Regions from separate parts of the Sus scrofa genome. Here all the other regions are linked to region 4. Evidence: chromatin contacts called from public Hi-C and HiChIP or PLAC-seq data. All regions are on one chromosome and are shown on one strand. The core of a region is the stretch at or near the end of the contact, and the rest is flanking DNA. Distances in the headings are between cores, read along the strand shown.

Evidence for each region. A called contact is a pair of places that touch in the nucleus more often than the background predicts. HiChIP or PLAC-seq counts read pairs in DNA pulled down with a chosen protein or histone mark.
Region 1: a Hi-C map of skeletal muscle shows a contact between it and region 4, with 4 times the contacts expected there. The contact joins two enhancer-like sites. A contact is called at or near these places in 2 of 47 Hi-C or Micro-C datasets (skeletal muscle and subcutaneous adipose tissue).
Region 2: an H3K27ac HiChIP or PLAC-seq map of skeletal muscle shows a contact between it and region 4, with 19 times the contacts expected there. The contact joins two enhancer-like sites. A contact is called at or near these places in 2 of 47 Hi-C or Micro-C datasets (psoas muscle and skeletal muscle) and 1 of 2 datasets of contacts at active chromatin or transcription factors (skeletal muscle).
Region 3: a Hi-C map of skeletal muscle shows a contact between it and region 4, with 2.7 times the contacts expected there. The contact joins two enhancer-like sites. A contact is called at or near these places in 8 of 47 Hi-C or Micro-C datasets (alveolar macrophages, embryonic fibroblasts, epiblast stem cells and 5 more) and 1 of 2 datasets of contacts at active chromatin or transcription factors (skeletal muscle).

Annotation. Positions count from the first base shown.
Region 1 is chr14:78,068,192-78,073,924 of Sscrofa11.1, forward strand. All of the region lies in intron 2 of LRMDA (a long non-coding RNA gene), which reads left to right. Among named protein-coding and RNA genes, the nearest start is that of LRMDA, 110 kb to the left of the region's middle. Within about 2 kb of position 4,315, at least 10 of the 83 cell types and tissues checked have an H3K27ac peak or open chromatin away from gene starts, as enhancers often do. A contact at or near this core is called in skeletal muscle, where this site is marked.
Region 2 is chr14:77,838,006-77,844,014 of Sscrofa11.1, forward strand. The region is part of intron 4 of LOC106507128; the gene reads left to right. Among named protein-coding and RNA genes, the nearest start is that of COMTD1, 54 kb to the left of the region's middle. Within about 2 kb of position 1,831, at least 51 of the 83 cell types and tissues checked have an H3K27ac peak or open chromatin away from gene starts, as enhancers often do. A contact at or near this core is called in skeletal muscle, where this site is marked.
Region 3 is chr14:79,463,207-79,469,197 of Sscrofa11.1, forward strand. The region is part of intron 18 of KCNMA1 (potassium calcium-activated channel subfamily M alpha 1); the gene reads right to left. Among named protein-coding and RNA genes, the nearest start is that of KCNMA1, 640 kb to the right of the region's middle. Within about 2 kb of position 4,110, at least 3 of the 83 cell types and tissues checked have an H3K27ac peak or open chromatin away from gene starts, as enhancers often do. A contact at or near this core is called in fetal skeletal muscle and skeletal muscle, where this site is marked.
Region 4 is chr14:78,810,276-78,816,139 of Sscrofa11.1, forward strand. The region is part of intron 5 of LRMDA (a long non-coding RNA gene); the gene reads left to right. Among named protein-coding and RNA genes, the nearest start is that of LRMDA, 860 kb to the left of the region's middle. Within about 2 kb of position 3,711, at least 14 of the 83 cell types and tissues checked have an H3K27ac peak or open chromatin away from gene starts, as enhancers often do. A contact at or near this core is called in fetal skeletal muscle and skeletal muscle, where this site is marked.

The DNA of each region.
Region 1 (5,733 bases), core at 3,065-5,564, 740 kb before region 4:
AGATTTCTGGTAACTGGCTGGCTTTCTTTCTTTCTTTCTTTTTTGGTGGGGAGGATGTGTTGGTGATTTCTATCCTCTGGCTCTATTTAGGTTTTAAAAAAGCTCCATTTGCATCCATTCCTATACAGTATATAGGCAGACCTCAGAGATACTGGATATTTGCTTCCAGACCACTGAAGTATAGTGAGTCATACAAATTTTCTGCTTTCTCAATACATACAAAAGCTATGTCAACACTATACTGTAGTCTATTAAGAGTACATAGCATTATGTCTAAAAAAAATGTATATACCTTAATTAAACATACTCTAATATTGGAATACTACTCAGCCATAAAAAAGAATGAAATGATGCCGTTCACAGCAGCATGGATAGACCTAGAGATTCTCATATTAAGTGAAATAAGTCAAAGACAAATATATGACGTCACTTATATGTGGAATCTAAAATAAGACACAAGTGAAGTTATTTATGAAACGGACTCACAGACATAGCAGACCTGTGGTTGCCAAGGGGGAAAAGGGTGGGGGAGGGACAGACTGGGAGTTTGGGATTAGAGATGCAAACTATTACATATAGAATGGATAAACAACAACTTCTGTATAGTGTAGGGAACTATATTCAATATCATGCAATAAACCGTTATGGAAAAGAATATGAAAAAGAGTGCATCTATATGTATACCTCAGTACTTTGCGGTACCCCAGAAAGTAACACATTGTAAACCAACTGTACTTCAATAAAATAAAAAAATACTCCATTTTTAAAAATTGATAACTATCATTTGAGCCCTCAGTGCGTTGTAGTAACATCAAAGATCACTGCTCACAGATCACCGTAACAAGTATAATAATAATAGTAATGAAAAAGTTTGAAATACTGTGAGAATTGCCAAAATGTGACAGAGACACAAAGTGAGCAAATGTAGTTGGACAAATAGACTTGCCCAATGCAGTTGCCACAAACCTTAAGTTTATTTAAAAAAAAAAATGCAGTATCTGTGAAGTTTAAGAACATCAAATGCAATAAAATGAGGTATGCATGAACTGTTATTCCTTATGCAGAGGGCTTGAAAGTCAGGGTCTGTGATGACTTTGGTTTTTGGCTTTAATTTTCTTTACAGTATGAATTTGGGGATACTAGCTTAATGTCACCAGGGGATTAATGGGTATTAATAGATTCACTATATATTTACCGTTTATGGCAGAAATTGGGCATATAGTGCTTGTAGCCCAGTGAGGAAGAGAGAAATAAGCATAATAAAATCTGAAGTAGTGATGTATGCTGTGAAGCAGAGAAAGCAGAGGGTAAGTGGTGAGTGTGTCAGAGAAGTGGGCTAAGGAGTTATTTCAGATAGTTGTTGGGGAACGTTGCTCTGAGAAGTAATGTTCAGGCAAAGAACAGAAAGACGAGATGGTTTGAGCCGTGCAAAGTTCTGGGAATCTGGCAAAGGGAACAGAAAGTGTAAAGACCCTGGGGCCAGAACAAGTGTGGCCTCTTGGAGGAGCAGCAAGAAGGCAGTGGTGGGAGGGCTCCAGGTTTGGGGGCTGACCTGGTGGGCTTATACGGAAGCCAGGTTCAAGAGGAATGTGGTTCGGCACATCTGTCTGTGTGTAGCTATGGACTGCTGCTTATATGACCATACTGTCTCCATGTACCTAGAGATGGCCAAACGGGCTTTCCTATTTTCACCTTCCTTCCATACAAACTTCTCAGTTCGCCATTTGCACTCTTGCTCTACCATGTACCGGATGTCAATGTAGTTAAAGGCTCAGTCATCAGGGGGATTTTAAACTTTTCCTCCCCTGGAATGAATCCTTCTATTAAGTTCACTCTCACATCCTTTGACTATTACTCTCCACAGTGCTCACCCCACACTGTTATTATTAATTGTATGTGTGACAGTCATGCCAGCTCTCACTCATGTTGGGGCCCCTCGGGCTTTGCATAGTGCCAGGCACCCAGTGAAATCTCAAAATATTTGTCCGCTAAGTAGGTGAGACAGTTCCCTGCCTAGGACCTGCTTGCCCAATATGAGTTCTAGAAATGATGCCGAATGCAGTTGCTGAACTCCTTCCATATCAAAAGAACCTTAAAATTAACTTAGGGAAATGAGACTTAAAAAAAAAAAAAAAAAAAAAGAGAAGAGAAAAAACAATTTTAGAGCTGTTTTAAGGCACTTAACAAAGAAGAATTGAAACAGTTGTTAGTTTAAAAAGTTGCAGGAAGGAGAGCTGGTGGGGGGATTAAGTGGCCCAGGAGACGCCAGTGTTTAAACTCTGGTGGGACAGGAATCCCAGAGGACAGATGGGTTATTACGCGGGCTCTTTGCTGCGTTAGAGCCTTCGTCTCAGGGCCTTATGAGATACCTCGTCCTCCATAAATTTGGAGCCGATTTGGAACCAGCTAGCTATTTTTCTCCCTGCTGAATTAATGTACTGTTCAGCCGAAGCTCAAATATGAAATATATTAAAAGCAAACTAAAAACAGGTCAATGTTTTTCCTCTAATGCTATGGGAATATTTGTTTTTAAATCATCTTTTAGTACTCCACAAATCTTCCCTACAAAGTATTTTTTTTTTTTAAGGCAGAAACTATTTTTCCCAGTGTAAAAGGCCATTTCTTGAGTCCTGATTTATTCAGAAATTTACATGGAGAAAATGGCCCCAGATCCCACACAAGTGCAACTTTATTTTTTAATCTGGGGCACAGTAGGGAGTCCTGAGAAATGCATTTTCCTCCAGGATTGTAGGAGGAATACATAGTGTTTGTTTAAAGCATCAGGTATTGAGAAATGTAATGGCAGGGTGAAAAGTTTGACCTCAGCTGCCAGATCCGATCTGCTAGGGGGTAATTGAGTTGCCATGTTTTTTTCCTCTTCAGTTTAAATCAAGTTTTGCTATAGCCCATTTAAGTGTCAAATTGGTAGCAAAACTTGACAACTTCAGGGTGCAGACTTGCTTTTGATCAGAATTTACATGCAAATCATTTTTGCCTTGAACTGTCAACTCCTGTTTCTGAGACTTTCAAGGGGGACATGTCCCTTCCCACTCCCTCCCCCCACCCCCAAGCTGAAGGCGATGGTTGGCTAATGTTATTAATCAGCGTGTGGAAGAAAAATTATCTTGATAAATATGGTGGTTAAACTATATTTTCCCTTTTGTGTGTCAGCTGTTGCAGCTGGGCATTTAATCTCCTTTTACCTAGAAGGAAATCAAACAATTATCCAGCGCTTGATGTCAAAAAGAAACTAGTGAATGAGGGGTGGAGGGTCACCAGTGTATTGGGGAATGGACTTAAGCCACCAAAACCTGACAAAGGGTGCTGACAGTCTGCATTTTCTTGGGCATTAAACAAAGTCTTTGGTAACTTTAAAGAATCTTTCCTTGCATGACTAAACTCATTGAGAGGGTTAGAGAGAAAGCGGCCTCAGAAGTCTTAAGCCTGAAACTTTTTTTCCCCCCCGTTTTGCCCTAAACCCTTGGGATGCTTAAAAGCACGTGAGTGTGTATACCTCCATCATCCAGCGAGACAAAGGAGTGTTTGCACTTTCACAGAGTTAATAATGACAGTAGCGAGTCTTTCTTGTTGCCAGCCATCCTGTGTTAACATTCCCAGTCATCCACCTTCCTGAAGAATTTAATTGTGATTTACACCCCGTCTCTAAATTCTTAGAGACAGCCCCACTCAGAAGACCAAGAAAAAGCAGGAGGCCCCAGATGGGGGGTAGGGGGAAGCAAATGGAGAAAAAGAAGTTTCTAGAACTCACTGTAGATTACTAGAGCTGATGATGAATATTTATAATTATTCACTGGGGAGCCAAAAGTTTTAGTGCAATAATGTGTGAGATTGTGTTTCTAGCCAGCCTGAAATTCCTTCCCATCACTGCACCCCCAGCGGGGTGAGAACATCAAACATGTCCTCTTGCCAAGATGACAGCCAGCATCGCGTCAGATGGGAGACACATGCAAGCCTGACTCGAGAAGTCAAAGAAGTTGCAAGATGGGATTCGCTCCATCCGACGTGGCCCCGTTGCAGGCCCTTCGGAAATCTCCTCCACCCGGCCCCTTCCCGCCCCTGTCCAGTGCTGCCTGCCTGTGTGCTGTGAAATTTTAATTGAATTGTTAATGACACCGAGGAGTGACACAACACATGAGAAACTTCCAAGAATCAGTCAGGAGGAGCCCTTTTTCTTACTGTTACAAAACAGAAGACACTGGGAAATTGACAAGTCCAAGCGGCGAGGCCAGGGTAGTAATTGATAGCAGGCTGCCTAGAGCCAAGGTCCTTCCCTGGTAATTGCAAGCAGAGGCTGCCTCTGTGATCTCGCCAGTGGTGTTGGCCATGCCAGAGCGACCCGGCTTTGACGGATTGCTTTCCCGCGGTAATGACTTAGGCATGTTCCCTCTCTCGCATGAGGCCATGTGTCCCTCCCACTGGAGAAAATGAGCTGAACATTTTGCTTCTTCTTTAACAGGGCGCTGTTAAAATAACTCTATTCTATTATATAAGCCCTCTAGTGCCAGGGGCTAAATTTATATGGTTATAAACAAGAGATATTACTTTGGAATACCACAATACTGTGTTTTGCTATTTCTTTCGGATTTCAAATGGTGTTTTCAAAATAATGGATTTGACTTCAAGAAAATAAAATTGGGGAGTGGGGGGAGGAGGGAGGAAGGATCCCATTTCTGCACACAACCCTCATCCTATTTTCAAATTCCTCTGTGTACTGTCCCTAATTCACTAGCCCAGTATTTATTTGTATTTGTGTTTGTTTTGCTGGCTGGATTGGACTCTCTATGGGGGCATCAGAAATATTATTTACTCCAGGATTCTGAAATAAGATAGATATTTTATTTCATGTTTTTTAAATTCTCCAAAGGTTTCTTTTAATTTTTTTCCTTTCCCATTTCTGGACATTGATGTATTTCAGAACTTTTATGTGGCTTTTCCTCCCTCCCTATGCCTATCCTCCCTTCTTCCCTCTTCCCCTTCCTTGAATGTAATTTTTTGATAAAATATGATGGTAAGCTGAAATGTCCCAGATGATCTATGGCACTTGGGAATTTTCACTCCTGTCGGTGACAGAAACTTAGCAGTTCTGATTCAGGGGTCCCTGAATGCATTTCCCCACTAGGGCCTGTGCTTTTGGGCATTTTTCAAGTTTGGGTCCCTCACCCTACCTCTGCCCATACACAGTTTCACACCAAGAAACCACTTCAAAAGAGTGCCAAGAAAGATCTCTAAAACCTCAACCACAAATGCGCTTAAGAATAAAAGGAAGCTGTGTGTGTATATATGTATATATGTGTGTTCATACTTAGGTGTTTTGATGGAGAGTCTAAGAGGAAGGTGGGCAGGTTAGTGAGAACTTCTGGATGAAGAGAAGGTTGAGAAGAGATTTGATGGTGGTCGTTTACCTTATGTTTAGTCTCTGACCCTCCCAAATTTGTTGTTAATTGCTAGTGCATTTAGATTTTATATTCTTAAAAAGTGCAAGTTTAAATAATGATTGGTTTCCAGGCTGTCTCACAAAATTCACTTGTGCAGAAGAGCACCCTTTAGGTGAAATACCTTTGTGGGCTAGCCTGAGAACCTCACCATTAGAGCGTTGGTTTTATTGGAAAATATCTTCAAGATCTTAAAAGTGGTTATCAGATGCGAGGAAAAAGGTGTTTGTTTGTTTTTGTTTTGTTTTTGCCTTCCCCCTCACTTGTTAGAACTGGGAAA
Region 2 (6,009 bases), core at 581-3,080, 970 kb before region 4:
TAGCTTCAAGTCTAGTTGGGCAGGAAGAGGCCCATCTGGGCCAGGGGTTCATAGGACCTTAAGAAGGGCAAGGTCATTGCAGGCCAGGTAAGCAGAACAGGTGGTGGGAAGAGAGCTGGCCTGGAAAGGTGGGCAGAAAAGAAAGGACAAGCTACCTTAGTGCATGGAGTAGACATTTCCTTAACAGATGTTCTCTTCTTCACACCTGAGCTGGCTCACCTGAACCAATATACAAATGCATTTGAAGTGCAGGGCTTCCTATGTCCACCCCCCTGGTTCCAACCAGGCTCCTCATAACAGCCTTGGTCACTGGCTGACCATGAAGTAACCCATCCCCTCTGCTACTCATCATCTCTGGACATGTGTATGGAGGTTGTACGCAGTTTTTTCATGACTTTTTTTGAAAGTCAAGGAATATCTTCTCTCCCCCCAAACCAAGAATGAAAACAAAAAACAAAACAAAACAAAAAAGCCCTCCAAAAATAAAAGGAGAAAAATAAGCCTTTGCCTCTGGAGAAGTTAAAAAGACCTGTAGGAGCCCTGATGTAGGGTCTTCTGCTCCCATGTGGTAGATGAAGAAATAGAGGTCTAAGAAAATTATGGAGTTGCCTCAGTGCTCATGGTGGGACTGGGACCCTGGCTTCTTACCAGGAGCCCAAGGCCCTTCTCAAGAGCCCCTGCTGGCCAGCGGGAAGTGGGCCTGGCAGGGGTCATTTGTCTGTGTGAGGGCGGGGGATGCCCCACCTTGGCAAGGTGGAAATAGAAGCTCAGCTCAGGAAAATAGGGCCAAACCAAGTTCTGCTGGGAGCCCTTGCAGGTCCAGAGAATGGCTAAGAGGTCCCTGGCAGCTCTTCAGGCATCAGGGTGAAGGTCCATCCAATAGGCTTTATCTGGGCAGATTTCATTTCCTGTTGGAGGAAAAGGAAGAGATCTTTGCGTTTCTTTTCTGTTTTTTTTTCCCCTTTCAGACAGATCAGAAATCAGATCCCGTCAGATAGGCCCAGCTGAAAAGAAAGAGGCAGAGGCTGGCACAAAGAGAAGCTTCCCTTGCCAAAGTCACACAGCAAGCATCCAGAAAGGGCCCCTCCCCCCCAAGGAGGGAGAACGGGGTTCATGTGGGCCTCACTTTCCTCAAGAGCCTTGCTTTAGACTTTGAACATTTCCAAGTGAAGCTTTCTATACAGTGATGGTGTTATTATTTTTTGCATCTGGTTAAAAGCCACACAGTGTTAAATAGAAACTTGAAGATTTCACACTTCTCACTCGGGTGCAGCATCTCCTGTTTCGGGCAGGGGCGACCTAACAAAATGCAAGTGGCTGAAACCTCACTTGACCTCTGAGAGGCTCAGAAGGCAGTGCAAGAGGGCAGGGGACCCGAGAGGAGGAGGCGAGGGAGGGAAAGAGGGGAAGGGGAGGGGAGAGAAGCAGGAGGGAGCAGAGCGGAAGGCTGGGGGAGGCAGGAGGGAAAGAAAGAGGAAAACTGGAGGGAGGAAGAGGAGGGAGAGCCTGCGCGAGGGCGAGGGCGAGGGCGAGGGCGAGCGGTGGAGAGGGCAAGGTGACCGCGGGTATCAGTGAGGGGCCAATTGTCAAGGTTCTATCTGCGCGATGATTGATGGGAGCCTGGGTTTTTCTGTCAGCCTGTCACGGCGCAGGAATGTTTAATGTTCTCATTATTGGTTACGCTGTTGTGTATATTTCTCTGTCAGCACCGCGGACCCAGCTGAACTGGCAGAGCACTTCAAAGGCCTGCGGGTCATTCATCATCCCCGTGACGCTCCGGCAAATGCTCAGCTTCAGCTCCGCGCCAGGGATTTGTTATGACTTGCGAGCCGGCTGACAGACAGGGCTGTGGCGGCCGCGGGAGGGGACGCGGGAGGGAGGCACGCAGCCCTTTGGGTCACTCTGGGCCTACGGCAGCGCCCAGCGCCGGCACTCGGCGGTTCCCGTGGCGGATGGTGTGGGCCAGCCCAGGGTGACCCTTGAGGGCCCGGGGGGGGGGGGGCGGCAGGGCGCACCCAAGCTGGGGACCCAGGGCGCCCCCAACTCTCTCCTCAAGCCCGGCCGGCGCCCTCTCCCTCCAGTCCCACCCTCCTCCTCTCGGCTGGCGGTGGCGTCTCCAAAAGTTGTGCAGAAAACCCAGAGGCTGGAGGGGGGGGAGCGAAACTTGCAACCGTCCGGGGCCAGGGAGGGGCGGGTGGGGTGGAGAGGGGAGAGCAGAATATCGGAGCTTTGTTTCCTTTCCCAGGCCGTGACATGATTAATCGTTTTCTTCTGATCTAATTTTGGAACATGAAAAACAGCACATTTGTCTTGAAGAAAAATGATGTGCCGAACTGCGCAGATGGAAATTTCGAGCAATGAGAAAGATTAAAGTGAAACCCCACTCCTTAGACCTAATCATGAGTTGTAGATTATTCTGTCGGCCCAGCCAGATGGTAGCTCTGATTCCACAGCCCCTTCTTATATTAATGAATACTAGACTGTTATATTTGACTTAGGTAAGTGAAATGTCTATCAGAGCTAATGGACTGCCAGCCAGCATAACACATGTTGTACCGCTAAGGGTCCTTGCTGCATTTTTCATGTTTTATACTAATGTAGAACATTTTGTTTCCTACTGTTTTTCATCATTGTCACTGTTTGCTAAATATTTTCACATGGAAGGGGGGAGAGGGAGACAAAGTCAAGAGGAAAAAGAACCCCCCCCTCCAAACTTGTGTCCAAAGCTAATTTCCTCCCGTTGGGCTGGGCTATAACTCTACGAGTAAAACAGTCACCCCGAGCCATGCGTTCAGGAACTCAATAGTAACGTGATTAAGTTCCTAGTCAACAAGACTACACTCGACTGTATGTTAACAAACCTAATTATAGCCCCGCGGTGATAAATTGGGCCAGGGCCCTTGCTGCACATCTCTGAGGTCATGTCTCCAAGAGCAGCTTGACCCCCTAGTCCCAGGGGAGAGAATTGTCCTGGAGAGGAGTCCCAGGCTCAGCTGGGGGGGAAGGGCTGTTCCTCCCTGACCCACTTGTCCAGCTCCTGGGGAGGGTGGGCAGATGCCAGGAAACATTGCAGAGCAGAAGGTCAGAGGTCTGAGCCACTGGGCAGTAGGCTTTCCTGGCTGAGGCTGGGAGGCTGCTGGGTTGGGAGCGGTTGGGCCAGCTGGGCTGTGAGCAGTATCAGGATGCCTGAGAGGAGCGTGTGGGGTTTCCCATGCTCGGAACCTGGGGCCTCACCCGCTCTTCGCTTTCTTCCAGATGCTTGTCTATTCACTGCTAAGGCCCTGAGGAGCTAGTTGGCCACGAAGCAATCCTGTTACTTGTTTGTGGAGGACCTAAGCCTGGGTGGGGATGGTGTCCCAGAGAAAATGAGTCTGGGAGATGGAATCTGAAAGTGTCTGGGGAATAAATAAGATGGCGGCAGTTGAGAGACATCCTCAAGGGGTGGTGTCTTGAGGGAAAAAAAAAATGCAAGGAAATGGAGAGAAGAGAGACCTAGACATAAACAAGCATGGAGAGAGACAGAAGGAAGAGAACAAAGAGGGAGAGACACAAACACAAGGTGTTGATACCAACATAGTAGATGGCTCATCAACACAGAGAAACTTCTTGCACCAGCCACAATGAGTTCCCTAAAAAAGCAAATTTGATCCCTGCTTAAAATTCTCTCTTGGCTATGGTTCCCACAGGAGTCACTTCAGAAGACTTGGTTGGGAATATATGACCCTTTTCCATCTGGTGCTAGCTCACCTCTCTGGCCTCTTCTTGCACTTGTCCTCAACTATGAACCCTGCACTTCTAGGTATGAACCTTCTCCAGTCCTCAAGAATTCCAGGCGCTTTCAGAACAATGTGCTTTTGTCTCTGTTTATCTCTGTCTGTCCTACTTCCTCCTTGTCTTTCTCTGGCCGACTTCTACTCATCCTTCAAGATGCAGCTCCCAGGTGTCCTCCTCTGCCATACTTTCCTGATATTCCCCAGGAGGCATTATTTCATCCTCTGCTCCCCGCCCCCAGCATTTTGTCCATATCCCTGTGAAAAGTTTGTCCAGGCTGTATTGAAAAATGTCTTTATTTGCAGATCTCTCCTTCTATACATCCCTTCCTTTACAACTATTTTTTTTTTTTGTTATTCACTTGCTGGCTTATTCAAGAAATATGTATTGAAAACCTACTTCATACCAGGTATTGTTCTAGACACTGGAGATTTAGTGATGTACAAAATTCCCTGCCCTCTTAGAGCTAACATTTTGGTAGCTATGCGTGGGTACGTTAGTGAGGTTTCTTCATAGTGAGAAACAGAAACTCACTTAGGCTAGCTCTAGTAGTGGGGGGTTATTGTAAGATGATGGCAATAAAGACACAGAAATCTTATGGAACCCCAGGAAGAGCTGTACAGGTGATCCTCTCAGCTTTTGTAACTCGTAATTGGCTCATTCATGGCCCCTATCAGCCTCTAATGCCATTTTTAAAAAACTTTTTTATTGTGGTATAATATACATACAGAAAAGTACACGTATCATACAGCTCAATGAATTTTCATAAACTGTAACCAACAGTGAAATCAAGTAATAGAATAGGTTAAGGATCCAGTGTTGTCACTGTAGTGGCTGGGGTCACTGCTGTGGTGCGGGTTCTATCCCTGTCCCAGGAATTTCTACATGCTGCAGGTGCAGCCAAAAAAAAAAAAAAAAAAAAAAGTCTGTACTCCAGTACCCCTCTGGTTCCCTTTCTTTAATTTTTAGGTGAAATTCTCACCCCAGATTTTGCCCACTCTTTACCATGAGATTTCTGTTCTCCGTGGGTTCAGGGTTTGTGTGTGTGTGTGTGTGTGTGTTTGGTTGAGCAGCTTTATTGAGATAAAATTTAGATACCATAAAATCATCCCTTGTTAGTGAACAATCCAATGTTTTTTAGTAAACTTCTAATAGTGTTGTATGGCCATCTATACAACAATCCAGTTTTAGAACATTTCTGTCATCTCTCCCACCCCAAATTCGCTTGTGTCATTTTTAGTCAATACTTGGTTCCAGCCCCACTCTTGAGCAAGCAGATGTTAGATTTAGGTCCATAATCCATTTAAAAAAGATATAATGGGAGTTCCCGTCGTGGTGCAGTAGTTAACGAATCCGACTAGGAACCACGAGGTTGTGGGTTCGGTCCCTGCCCTTGCTCAGTGGGTTAATGATCCGGCGTTGCCGTGAGCTGTGGTGTAGGTTGCAGACGCAGCTCGGATCCATTGTTGCTGTGGCTCTGGCATAGGCCAATGGCTACAGCTCCGATTGGACTCCTAGTCTGGGAACCTCCATATGCCGTGGGAGCGGCCCAAGAAATAGCAAAAAGACAAAAAAAAAAAAATATATATATATATATATATATATACACACACACACATATATATATATATAATGACTCTTTGTTTTTACTTTTTGGGTTTTGTGTGTGTGTGTGTGTGTGTCTTTTCAGGGCCACACCCATGGCATATAGAGGTTTCCAGGCTAGGGGTCTAATCAGAGCTGTAGCTGCCAGCTTAGGCCACAGCCACAGCAATGTGGGATCCGAGCTGTGTCTCCAACCTACACCACAGATGATGGCAACGCCAGATCCTTAACCCCTTGAGCAAGGCCAGGGATCAAACCCTCAACCTCATGGTTCCTAGTCAGATTTGTTTCTGCTATGCCACGATGGGAACTCCTGTAACAACTTGTTTGAGACATGACTCAAACTCCGTAAAGTCCATCCTTTACAAAGGTAAAATTCAATGGTTTTTAAATGTATTAATAAAGTTGTGTAAATAATGCCACTACCTAATTCTAGAACGTTTTACCACCCGAAAAAGAAACCCCATACCCATTAGCAGTCATTCCCCATGCCTTCCTCCCCCTGGTCCCCAGAAACCACTCATCTACATTTTGTCTCTATGGATTTGACTGTTATAGACATTCAATATTAATGGAATTGTACAATATGAGACCTTTTGTGTCTGGCTTCTCTTACTCAGGATAATGTTTTTG
Region 3 (5,991 bases), core at 2,860-5,359, 650 kb after region 4:
TTTGCACTAGAGTAGGGTAAGTGGTTGGAAACTATAGTGGGTTTTCAGTGAACGGGATGTGAAGCACTTGGTTTTTTTTCCTACAGAGATGTAAGAAAACGCACTGTCTTCTCTGAGAAAGATGGAAGGAGAAAGTCACATTGCCATAAACAGGGATTTAAAAAAGAAAGCCCAGCAGTGCTCACTGAAGCCATTGCCTGCAGCCTGAGCCAAGACCCTCAGGGCTGGTCACATGTCCCAATTGGTGGCCCTACTTGCTTTGTTTCTGCCGTCCAGCCTGGGCCAAGGCCATTCATGCCAAGCAATTCTGAGCTGTGTGGCTCAGCGCTGTCATCACCCAAGATGTGGGTTTTGTTGGAAACGGGGAGGCTGGTAAGGGAGGAAGAAGAAATACTGGTTTGAAAAAGGAAATAGGAGCAGACCCCCAGGGCCAGGGGTAGCAGAAGCAGCCCTGATGGTCTCCCGTCTCGCCCAAGATTTTCAGTAAATTCTCCATTGAGAAGGAAACTCCATGGAGCCCAAATAGGAGAGACAATGACTGCTGGGTCAGCTGGGGAGAATTAAGCCCAAGAAATTGAACTGATGGAATTCAACCGCTTCAGTGCCATTAATTAACATGTCCCTGAAAAAGTTTAATTTCTTGGATTTGTATTTGGATAATGTACTTCAGCTGCATGTCCTCACAGCCATGCGATTACATCCTCCTTCCTTAGGCTTCTCAGCGCAGCTCGCTCCTGCCTCCTCCTAGCAAAGCTGTGCCCCCAAGCATCTTCGCCATCCTCATGGGGGGGAGGGGTCCCAAGCACCTTCCCAGCTCCAGACCCTCTTCCCACAGCCAGAAATCCTCCCCAAACAAAGCCTTTGTCGCCATTCCCTTGGTCCAGTACCTTGAAGGCTTTCTACTACATAACACGAGAATACAGTGCCAATAACTCAGCCCTACTCAGCCTTCAAGGATCCCTTCCCTGCACTCCCAGGAAAGGTCTTAAGCTCCAGCCCAACTGGGTGACCAGTTCTAAGGCAGGAGGCTCGAGGCTCCAGCCCCCATCTCCTGCCGACACCCCCTTTCTCACTTTGTCAGGCAGGATGCCCTTTTCCTCCCATTCTGCAAAGCACATGTGAACTGTCACATCCTGTGGGACCTTTCCTTGGAGGTGACCCCTGGGCCTTTGCACTGCCAAGCACTAGGCCCCTCTCTCTCATAACACCCCCTACATTACCTCCAGCTTTCAGTACTGGAAACCTTGCCTTTCTTCTTTGGAGACAGACTAGACTTAGCCATCTTCTTCAGCTGTGTAAGGATGTGAGTAACTCAACTTGCTCCACAGGCTGTGTAGCACCAGCCTATTCTCAAATGCCAGCCATACCAGACTCACTCTGTGACCCTTGGCAAATCACTTAACCTCTCTGTGCCTCGGTAGCCTCATCTGTCAATGCACTGTTTATAGATGCCAGTTTCCAGATGCCTCAACTGCAATTAACAATGACTACCTCATGATAAAGATGAAGATAATATTTGTAAGGGCCACAGGGCAGTGCCTGCAGTGCAGCAAATGCTACCTGTGGATTCAGCTGAACAGCAACAATAACAAACACACGTGTATCCACATGCACACACACCTTTGCCATGTTGGCAGAGCCCATTGCCTACAGTAAGAGTAGATACGACACTAAACCTCATCTTCATGTGAATTCAAGCAATTGGCTATTTCCTAGCACACGACATTAACAAGACTCTGGTCCTGGGTGAGGGAATGCTTTTATAAGAGCAGATGTGTCAACCTCACCTCAAAGGGGAGAAGTAATTTTCCAGCACACCTAAGAAGGCCTCACTCTTCTCTCCATTGAGGAGGACTTGTTTATAATCTCTACATCCACTCTATTCTGAAAATGGTTCCCATTACACTGTTCTGTGCTCCACTGATTCTAGGTTTAAATGCGAATCAAAGATCCTGAGAACGTTCCTATGAGCATGCTGGCAAATAGCCTACACTTGTTGGGCCAGATGACAAATGTCCATCTCAGATCAAGGAAGCATCCAACTGAAATGATGGGCACCACATGAGAAGGGAGGGTCCCAAGGCTTGATTGAGACCAGAGGTGCTGCGGATCAACTGCTCATTTCTGTCTGGATGGGATGTGGAGGCAGGATGCACACAGCCTGTGCCTTCGCTCCGCCAGGCTCACTCCAGCAGCTTTACACCATCCTGGTCTGATACTAATTCAAGACAAGGCCCAATCGCATCACAACAAATTAGCCACAGACACACGATAGCAATCAACTCGGGGGGCTGTCCTGAATACGGGCTGGGGGATTCCCTGTTCTCTAGGAGCTGCACGCTCCCACAGATGTTTCTAAAAGCCTCCTCCCCGAGGCCCATTTAGAGAGAAATTAAATGCAACTTTGACTTAATTAACGTTTTAAATGATAATGAATACAATGTAGATTCATAGGAGGCATTTACATTGTGTTGTAAAATTGATAAAAATTTAATAACTCTTTGTTAATAAGTGATGTCTCCCCAGACCCATAAAGCCTAAGGCGCTGCAAACTCCAGCCTGGGTCTAATCCAAGCTCCCGGTGCAGGTGGAGGAGGGAAGCAGAGGTGGACTTGACATTTGCTCCCAGCCTGCTCTAATTCAAACCTCTGCTTGTTCATCAGTACTTTATTTCATACAGTAAAGGTCAGGATTGGAGCTCAAGGCACAGCCTTGACAAGAAGGCTCAAGTGAAAGGCGGGCTGGCCCTGGCATCTGTCGCCCGAGATAGCAGAGGAGCGGGGGAGATGGAGCGCTAACTGGCCACATCTGTCCTCCACCACGGAGGTAAGAGGCAGAGTCCACTGCCCGGTGGTAGGAGCTGTCAGGGTGAGTAGGATGACAACCGGCCACTGTCCTGAAATAAAAATGCAAACATAATTTCCATGTCACCTTGCATAAGGGCTCCTGCTTAGCTTACTTGTGGCACGCCAACGTCTTTTCTGCTTTGTCCTTGAAGAGCTCAGTCACTTATTAAAGTATCAGATCCCTGGGAAGGGAGGTGTTCAAGCGATGGGGGTTTGCACAAAGCCCCCTTTCCTCTTTCTTACCTTCTACTTTTTGTTTCCCAGCTCTGTTTCAAAAGGCCTTCTTTTGAAAACTTGGCTGAGGTTTGCCTACTGGTCCCCTTCTCATTCATCTACATGTGGTACCTCTTCATAGAGCACGGATATTAAAGAATTCACAGGACTATGCTGGAGGGGGAGGGGCAGGGAGCAGAGTACCATGAGATCCCAAAAAACATTTTTTCAAAATAAAAATGTGGGTTGTTGGGAGCTCTTTAAAGAGGGGCAATTAAAAAGATGCTTTTCAAAGGGAAATCTTGCCTAAGCACGATGGCTGCCTTACAGTGTGCTGACCACCAGAGAAGCACACAGGAAGGAAAACCTGGCATCAACCCCTGCTCAGTGTGGTCCCCACAAAATCCAGGGAGGGGCACTGGCTTCTGCAGCCTTGTCTCCTACCAACCAAAGTGCCTTAACATGCCCTCCCTGGCCCATCATCCGCCTCACGGAATGATTAAATGCCTTCCTGCTTTCACATCCTGCAATGAAGGGTGAATGGCTAAGTCAGGGCACACGGGCCAAGGCTAAAGAACTCGGGCAGAATCCAAAAGCTGCTCAGTGTTGGCTATCACGGATGTTGAGAGAGAGACACCATACCAGCAAAGCACCAGAAAATGGAAGAAACTGCGGACCCAAGATGAAGGGGCTTTAAAAAAAAAAAAAAAAATATATATATATATATATATGGGAAACTATGATGAAGTTGGTTTGGGCCGAGTCTGCTCTGGCTGTCCTCTATCTTATCTATCGCTGATGGTGGTGGTAGGGAAAGAGAATCTTTGGTTTCAGGATCCTGAACAAAATCAACAAATGAGATTTCGGACTGGGGAGCCTGAGGAAGTCCCCCCAAAGTATACATACAGAAAAGGACTAAGATAATTATAGGCTGTTGCTTTTTAAAGACAGCTTATGAAATTAAATCTCCCTGCAACAGGCACTAGGGACTGTCCGCAGAGGGTGTGTCTGATTATAGACACTTTCCTAGAGCTATTTCCAGCCCCTGCCCTCATATCTGATTTTATGTACTTCAAAATGCCATTAGTTCAGTCGAGTGACTTTAGTTCTATTGACAATGTTAATTCCCTGCCTGTACAAACCAAAGGCTACCCAGGATAAGCTGATTTTTGTTTATTATCTGACAAGACTCAAGATCACACTGAACTGATTTTGGTATGGTTCCCTTCAACCTAATCATATTGGACTTCGCCCTCGCCCAAACCACTGGAGCTGAATGCCCTCTTGTATTATATCTATACCCGAAATAGAAGTCCTGCACAACTTAAAATTAGCTACAGTAGTTTGCAAAAGGGTGTATGTAATTGTGCAGGTTTAAACTATTAGTAAATTGAAAGGTTGGTGTGAGTGATCACACATGTCCTTTAGCGAAAACTATTTCCAAGTGCAAGTCTAAAGATCTGTTTCTCTTCCAGCACGTGATTAATTTGTTCATGCCAGGCTTACTGACGGTTTGTGGCCAGCATCACATCAGGCAGGTCTCAGCAGGTTCGAATCAATAGGGTCCTACGTTGTCACTGCATCATAATTTTAATTGTCCCTTTCTATTAGACTTAGCAATCAGATACCAGTCAAGACTGAAACAACCAAAGTAAATTCTGAACAGAGAAAAGGTACTCATTTACCAAATTATATGGAAGGGAAGTGGAACAGATTAGAACCTCAGTCTTTGTATATGCGTTTGCCTATGCTGCTGGACAAATTATATATATATATATATTTGATGGTCCTAGAACATAGCTGCTTGTGAAAAGTCTGGGGCCTACACCATCTCAGCATCTTTTAAAAGAGCTGGTACTTTTGCTCAGGGTCATTAGAAGTAGAAACAAAATTGGGGAGTTCCTGTTGTGACTCAGAGGAAACGAATCTGACCAGCATCCATGAGGACACAGGTTCAACCCCTGGCCTCGTTCAGTGGATTAAAAATCTGGCGTTGCCTTGAGCTGTGGTATAAGTCACAGACACAGCTCAGATGCCGAGTTTCTGTGGCTGTGGTGTAAATCAGGGGCTGCAGCTCCAGTTCGACTCCTGATCTGGGAACCTCCATGTGCCATGGGTGTGGCCCTAAAAAAAAAAAAAAAGAAAGAAAATTGGCAAGATCAGAAAAGGAGGCTATGTACACCGATTCTAGCCACTGTGCTAAGTGATTCAGTCTTGCCAAAAGCAGTCCTGTGATGAATCCTACCTACCTGGTCATTCTCTGCCTTATTTATCTGACACTGCTTTTTAAGTCTTTTGTAAAAGAGTCCCCCTTCTCTGCAAATCTTTTTGTCAACCCAGTGTTGCCTTACATCCCCATGAGTTCAACAGAAGGAGACAACTGAGAGAAACATATGTGACTTAACGTGACAAGGACGTGTAACAGGCCACACCTCCGAGGAGAGGTACACAGGGCAGGCAGGCCCTGCTACGAAAAAGGCTGATTTCTAAAACTGTGCGAACACTTTTAATATATTGCCACTCCTCTGGGAACTGGCTCCTTCTCTTCCCACTTCAGAAAACATATAATGGGACTTTGTGTTTCCATTTAACGTCCCCTGAAAACGGAAATCTTTCCCCTTATGAGAAAAAAAAAAAAAAAAAAGTAGTAAAGAGTAGACGAAAGGCAAAAAGCGAACGAGTTAGGCAGTCTCCAAAGTACACGGGCTCAACTGGGAAACTGCGACCAAAGCAAGCTCCATAATAATATAATGACCTTTAATGAGTGTCTTGGGAAACAATACAGCCCTAGCATAAAAGACAAAGGGCAAAACCCATCATGGCTCTGCTGACACTAATTCAAAATGATTTTCAGAACAACTAAAGAATGTAAGAGAAGTAATCTGATCCGCCCATCTGACCTCACTTTGATTCAAGGGCCCTTCTCCTGCCA
Region 4 (5,864 bases), core at 2,461-4,960:
AATCCAAAGACAAAAACCTCTTTACAGTGATATTTTCATATGCTTGAATATTGATTTTCAATCATCCCTTCAACCTTGACATCAAGTATTTTCCTTATTAGGCAACTTCAAAATTTTTTACTTATAGATGTGTATGGAAAGTGTAAACCCTATTGAGCCATGATTCAATAAGAGAATTTGTTATTCCTCCCTCTCCAAAACCTTTCTGGAAGATTTTACTGTGAGTCTGTCCTGTCATCTTGTCCTAAAAGATGTTGATGGATGGTGAGGGATGTGATGGCAAGTAAGTCTCATGGAAGGTCCTGCCAGTTTCTCCTACTAAGCCCACTTTAATAGACAGGGAATGGTAACTGCAGTTACTAAGCGACTGGAGAAGATTCCAGTAGCATTGGGTAATGTAAACAGGTTTCTCTCTGCAAAGTCACTTTTGTTCGACATCAGAGACAATGGAGCTGCTGCTTTCTCACCTCCCTTTCTGGAATTTTCCCTTCTGCTCCCCGCCCAGGATAAAACAGGCTATGGCAAGCACCTACACTGCCCACACCCCCTTCTCACTGGCCCCTCTCCCCACAGGTATGTCTGAATCTGCAAATGACTTGGCTCCAATTAAGATGTAGAAAATATGTAATTTCTCAGTCACTTGGCCTGGTGATATAAATATGTTGGGAGTTGGGAAAACAAGTGTGCAGTTTTTCTGTCCATTCTGGCACTGCAGTCAAACAAATCAATTCAGCCTTTGGAGAGGCATCCATTGCCTTGTGATTATGTTTGTGTAAAGTCTTGGGGTCTTTGATCAAAGAATGGCATTTCAGGCCAGGCCCTAATCCTCACTGCCTTAAGGTGTTTAAATGAGTTAAAAAAAAAAAAAGTTGATAACAGCTGGGACTTAAATTTGCCTTTGCCCAGCTTTTGTTTTGAAAGGGCTTCTATTATCCATGGCTTCCCTTTTCGAAGCAAAGATGGATCGTTGGGTAAACCAAAAAGGGAAAGAGGATATGGGAGGAAATGGGCGGAGACCCTGAATTAATCTTCTGAGCAAGAATGTTTGATCAGCGGGGAGGAGAGGATGGAAACCTCTGATGCTGACAGCAGGCACCTTTCTGACCAGGGTGTGATTGGCACCTTTGAAGCTTCAGTCGGGAGCCAGTGTCCAGTGGGTCGGGGCTTCCTCTGTCTGTGGGTGGTGGTATTAATAATGTGGCAACTGGAAGGATTAATTGCAGACAAGCAGCAGGATTACGAGGAGGGCTCCTCAGCTCTAAAAGGAACAGTTCGAGGAAAGCCTCTGATCTGTCAGCCTTAGAGGAAATTAGTGGGAGCAGAGTGGAGCGGGCTTTAAGAAAAGGCATTTAGGATATTAAAGCAAAATGTGAAGAGGATATTGAAATAGGGCGAAAAGGGTAGGAGAGCTATCTCAAAAGGCAGTGTCCACCTCTTCCTACTAGGAATTTCCTCAATCTGTCCAGATTTTAAGCACGCCTTCTCTTTATGGTCCTGCAGAGTGGACCATTTTCCTTGGGTTGCAATAAGTTAGGGAAGCTTTGCAGTGTATTCCTGGTTGCACCCAAGTTCCAGTGCAGACCTCGTTTGCTCTCCACCACCTGGTGGCTTCAGCATCTCCTGAAATCTAGGAGCCCTGTATTATCTTAAAACAAATCAGAACATTAGTGACACCCTATCTGCATTAGCTATCTATTGTATATTTTACTTCTTACCCTTCTGGTTCAAGCCTGGATGTTGCCAATAAATCGTGTGTTACCATTAAAGAGGCTATTCATCATGCTTCCTAATGTGATTAATCAAGATACACCACAGTACCCTTAAAATGAGATCATTTTGATAAATCATGTATGGCATGAAAAGACTTTATTCCTTTTAAGTGCAATTTAGACTGCAATTTTTTCCCTCATTTATGATTCATGGGAGAAACATGGATAAAATTCCCTTGCACAGTTACACCTTATCTACAGCAATAACTCAAAACCGCTTTTAGATGAAAATTCAGGGTCTTATTCACCAAAGCTGAATGCCAGCTCATTATTTTCTGGCATTCAGTAGTCCAAAAATAATGTCTGCACATTAAACAACATTCTCAAAAAGTTGGAATTGGCCAGGTACCAGGCACATCAATTACACTCCATCATCCTTAATAAGGAAGAAATATCAGATGTCCTCTTGGAGTTTTTTGAATCAGTAATGCACAGCCTTCACCTTCTCAATTTAGAATGATTTGGAAGCAAAAATGGTAGTAACAAAAAAGTATGGGAATTTTAGCTGCTTTACATGAGTCTTTTCTCCTGCTGCGTAAGGCTCAAAGGAGGTATTTTTTTTCTCCTCCCATACGGTTCATGCTTTTTCCCCCATTCCCTTTTTCTTGTTTCACAAATGAAACTACCATTTTGTTAGGTCTGAGTTTTGTTTTAAGCTGCTCTATCTGTGATGCAGGCTTTCCCCTCACAGCTGTCACAATAATTTGGGAAGTCATATTCATAACCTCCAATAGAAAAAATAATTTGAAAATGTGCCTTCTGGTGAGATCCATCAAGTTTAAGGTCACATTTTTGGTTAAAAGTCAGACAGTGATGCTATTCATTAAACTGAAAAATGACTTGTTTTCCACTAATAGGGAAATAAACTCTGGATGAATGTTAAGTCATGCTGGCACGCACTTATATAGAAAGTAAAAGGAAACACAGATATATTTAATTTGGACATGTAAAGTCAACAGAGTTTTAGGTCTTTCTTGAGACAGGGAACCAGGAAGATTGGTTGAAACAAATGTGAATCATTAGAAGTTCATTTGCCTCCTTTAGAGGATGAGAGGATTTAAAGAAGGACTCAGTGTCGCTGTGTTTTTTCAAGCACTGTTACCTATGAATAAGAACATGTAATTTATTTCGCTGATGTTCTTAGGGATTTATTTTGGGCAGTGGATCAGAACCCTGTATTTGACTCTGTGCTCAAGTAACCCGAGAGTGCACATATCCTGTTCCTATCCACACCACACAACACATGCAAAAAAACTAAGTTTATCTGGGATCTTGTAATCATGCTAGTGTCCCTGTACGTTAATCAAATAGAAACTGACAACAAAGATTCCTTGCATATTATTCAACCATACTTTTATTTTTTCCAATATAAAGAGCGAATTAATAATATAAGAGCATTAATGCTATACTCGCCTTGTTTAGGTTTCCGTTTCCCATTTATGACTTTCTATTTTTGCTAAAAAAGATCTGTAAATTTAAAAAATATGCATGTATCTCATTAAAAAAGTTTCCCCATTCTAGCAACACTCAGCAAATCTCCAAAGAATGCAAGTGTAGAACATAAATATTTTAAGGCCTCATAAAATTGTCAGTGAATATTTTTTCCCCTTAATACCATGTTTGTTTCATTCCAGTTTACTACTGCAATTTTATTTTCCAAAGTGGCTTTTAATACAATACACAATTATTTCCAACAGGGTTGGGTAGGTCACCTCATTAAGCCTGAAAAGATCGGGCCTCTTGTGATCCTCAGGAATATCCTTGCCTTTATTCCTAATTAAAACGGCCCTCCTAAACTCTCTCAAGTTTATCAATATAAATAAGTAGCTAAGGGGGAAATAATCGCAGTTGGAAAGTTAGCGGGGCAAGGTGACCTGGTCACCAGACCCGAAGCAGCACTGTGTCTGCAGTGGTGCCCTGCCACCTGTTGGCTTTGCTGACACATAACAGGGAATTGATGTCCCTCTCAGCAGTGCCTTAACCCTCTCTGACCCCCGTCCCAGTTCATCACCCTGAGAGAAAAGAAGGGGCCGTTTGAGAATTCCAGGCCTCCTGATTTCCTCCATCATTCATGTCCTTGGCCACATGTTTCTTCTGCTAATACTCAAAATTTATGGCCGAGCACATTAAGGGCAGCACAAGTCCTTCCCTTCTTCTGGATTATTTCAGAGTTTCCTGTCAAAAGGAAATCCAAGAAGATGTGTCCTCAGCGGATTGTATGTGACAGTGCCTGCTTCTATCTCAGGAATCTGAGGCATGATGGATAAACTGTCACTTTTGAAGGATGATGTTTTCTCCATATTTCCATTATGAACCAGGCTGTCATCTCCTAATAAATTTCTTGCATTGGTATCAATTTATTTTTACAAGCAGAGGGTCTGATGTACTTGGGAAAGGCACTGACAGCAGAGCTGGCCCAGCTTGACAGAGCTGGCTCCACCTCATTTTGGAAAACTGCTTTGGTTCCAAGGACAGAACTTGACCTGCAGCCCTTGGGAATAAAAAAAAAAAAAAAAAAAAAAAAAAAAAAAAACTGTGAGAGGAAGAGAGACACATGAGGCCAAGTTCCTTCTTTTAAGCCAAAATAAATCAACCCTGTAGGACTACTATGACACAATATTATTTCTAACACAACCCTACAAACCCAGATGAGGAATGCCATATGTAGTTATTTACTAAAGATAGACCATCACAATAATGCAGGGAAACTGTGGATGGATTCAGATTATAGCTAGCCTGACAATTTCACTACTTTCACCCTCAGAAGGGATCTCAGCAGCGCTTTTCTGCATGACAAGTGAGGAGCAGAGCCCATCCGTGTAATGAATAATTTGATTACTCGTGGTGTGCAGGTCCCTGTTGTAACTACTATGAAGGGTAGGAGAAGCCATAAAACATTAGCCCTATCTCTTAAGAAACTTAAATCTAACTGAAGAGGTAAGATGCTATACAAAATTAAAGTAACTCATCATGAATATTTAATGAGCAATGCTAAGATCTTTGTCTCTTACCTCACTTAATCTTTGCCTTTAATGAGAAGGGAGGTGGTAAAGCATCATAATGGTTAAGGCAGTAGCCATTGGAGACAAACTGCCTAGATTTGTGGCTCAGCTCTGCTATGTGCTAGCAACCCAAGCACCTACCTAATTTCTCTGGGTCTTAGTTTTCCTCATCTGTAAAAGAGGAATAGAATTTAGCACTGCTTCACAGAAGTGTTGTAAAAAATTGTATAGATGAATATGTGGCCCATGTTTACAAAATAAGTACAAATACTCATTAGCAATTTTTTAAACAATATCATCATCATGACTATTATCATTACTATCTAACAGTGAAGGATGGTATGGCTTTAGGAGCTGATTACCCCAGGTCATACAGCTGGATGGAGCTTGGATCTAAGTCTCTTAAGGCATTAGGGAATAGGAAAGAGGGAAGTAGAGGGTGTCCAAGTTGTAAATAAGTTGAAGACAGAATCTTTGATGCTTAATTAGTTTTTTTTCTTACTATTCTTTTCTCCATAGCCCCAAATATACCTTAGATGTCATTTAATAAGGGTTTTATGTAGTGCTGTGCTGGAAATGTTTAACAAGCAGCTCTCTGGAAAAAAAATTTACCCATGTATGTGTATACATCAGCTTAGTGTAATTTTTATGTATATAAACTATGAGTAAACATATTGTTATCAAATAAAATTAAATGTATAATCCTTTTTGTTATAAATTCTATTCAACCAACTCATTTTCACTGAATTTTTTTTGTTTTTATAATTTTGGAACCTAAGGTTGCAATTGATGAGTAAGTGTAGTTCTGATATGAACATCAACTATATTCTTTTCTTACTGAATATTTCAAAACTTCACTCTTTTGTCAATGGCATGAGTAACTTCTTTACTGAATCAGATAATGTCTTTTGAATGTTCAAAGACTCTTTCCTCAAGAATTCTCCTGTAGTCCAGTGGGTTAAGGATCTGATGTTGTCACTGCAGCAGCTTGGGTTGCTGCTGAGGCTGAGGTCCAGTCCCTGGCCCAGGAACTTCCACATAATCTATGCATGGCCAAAAAAATATATTTTCCTCAACTTTTCAATGCTATTCA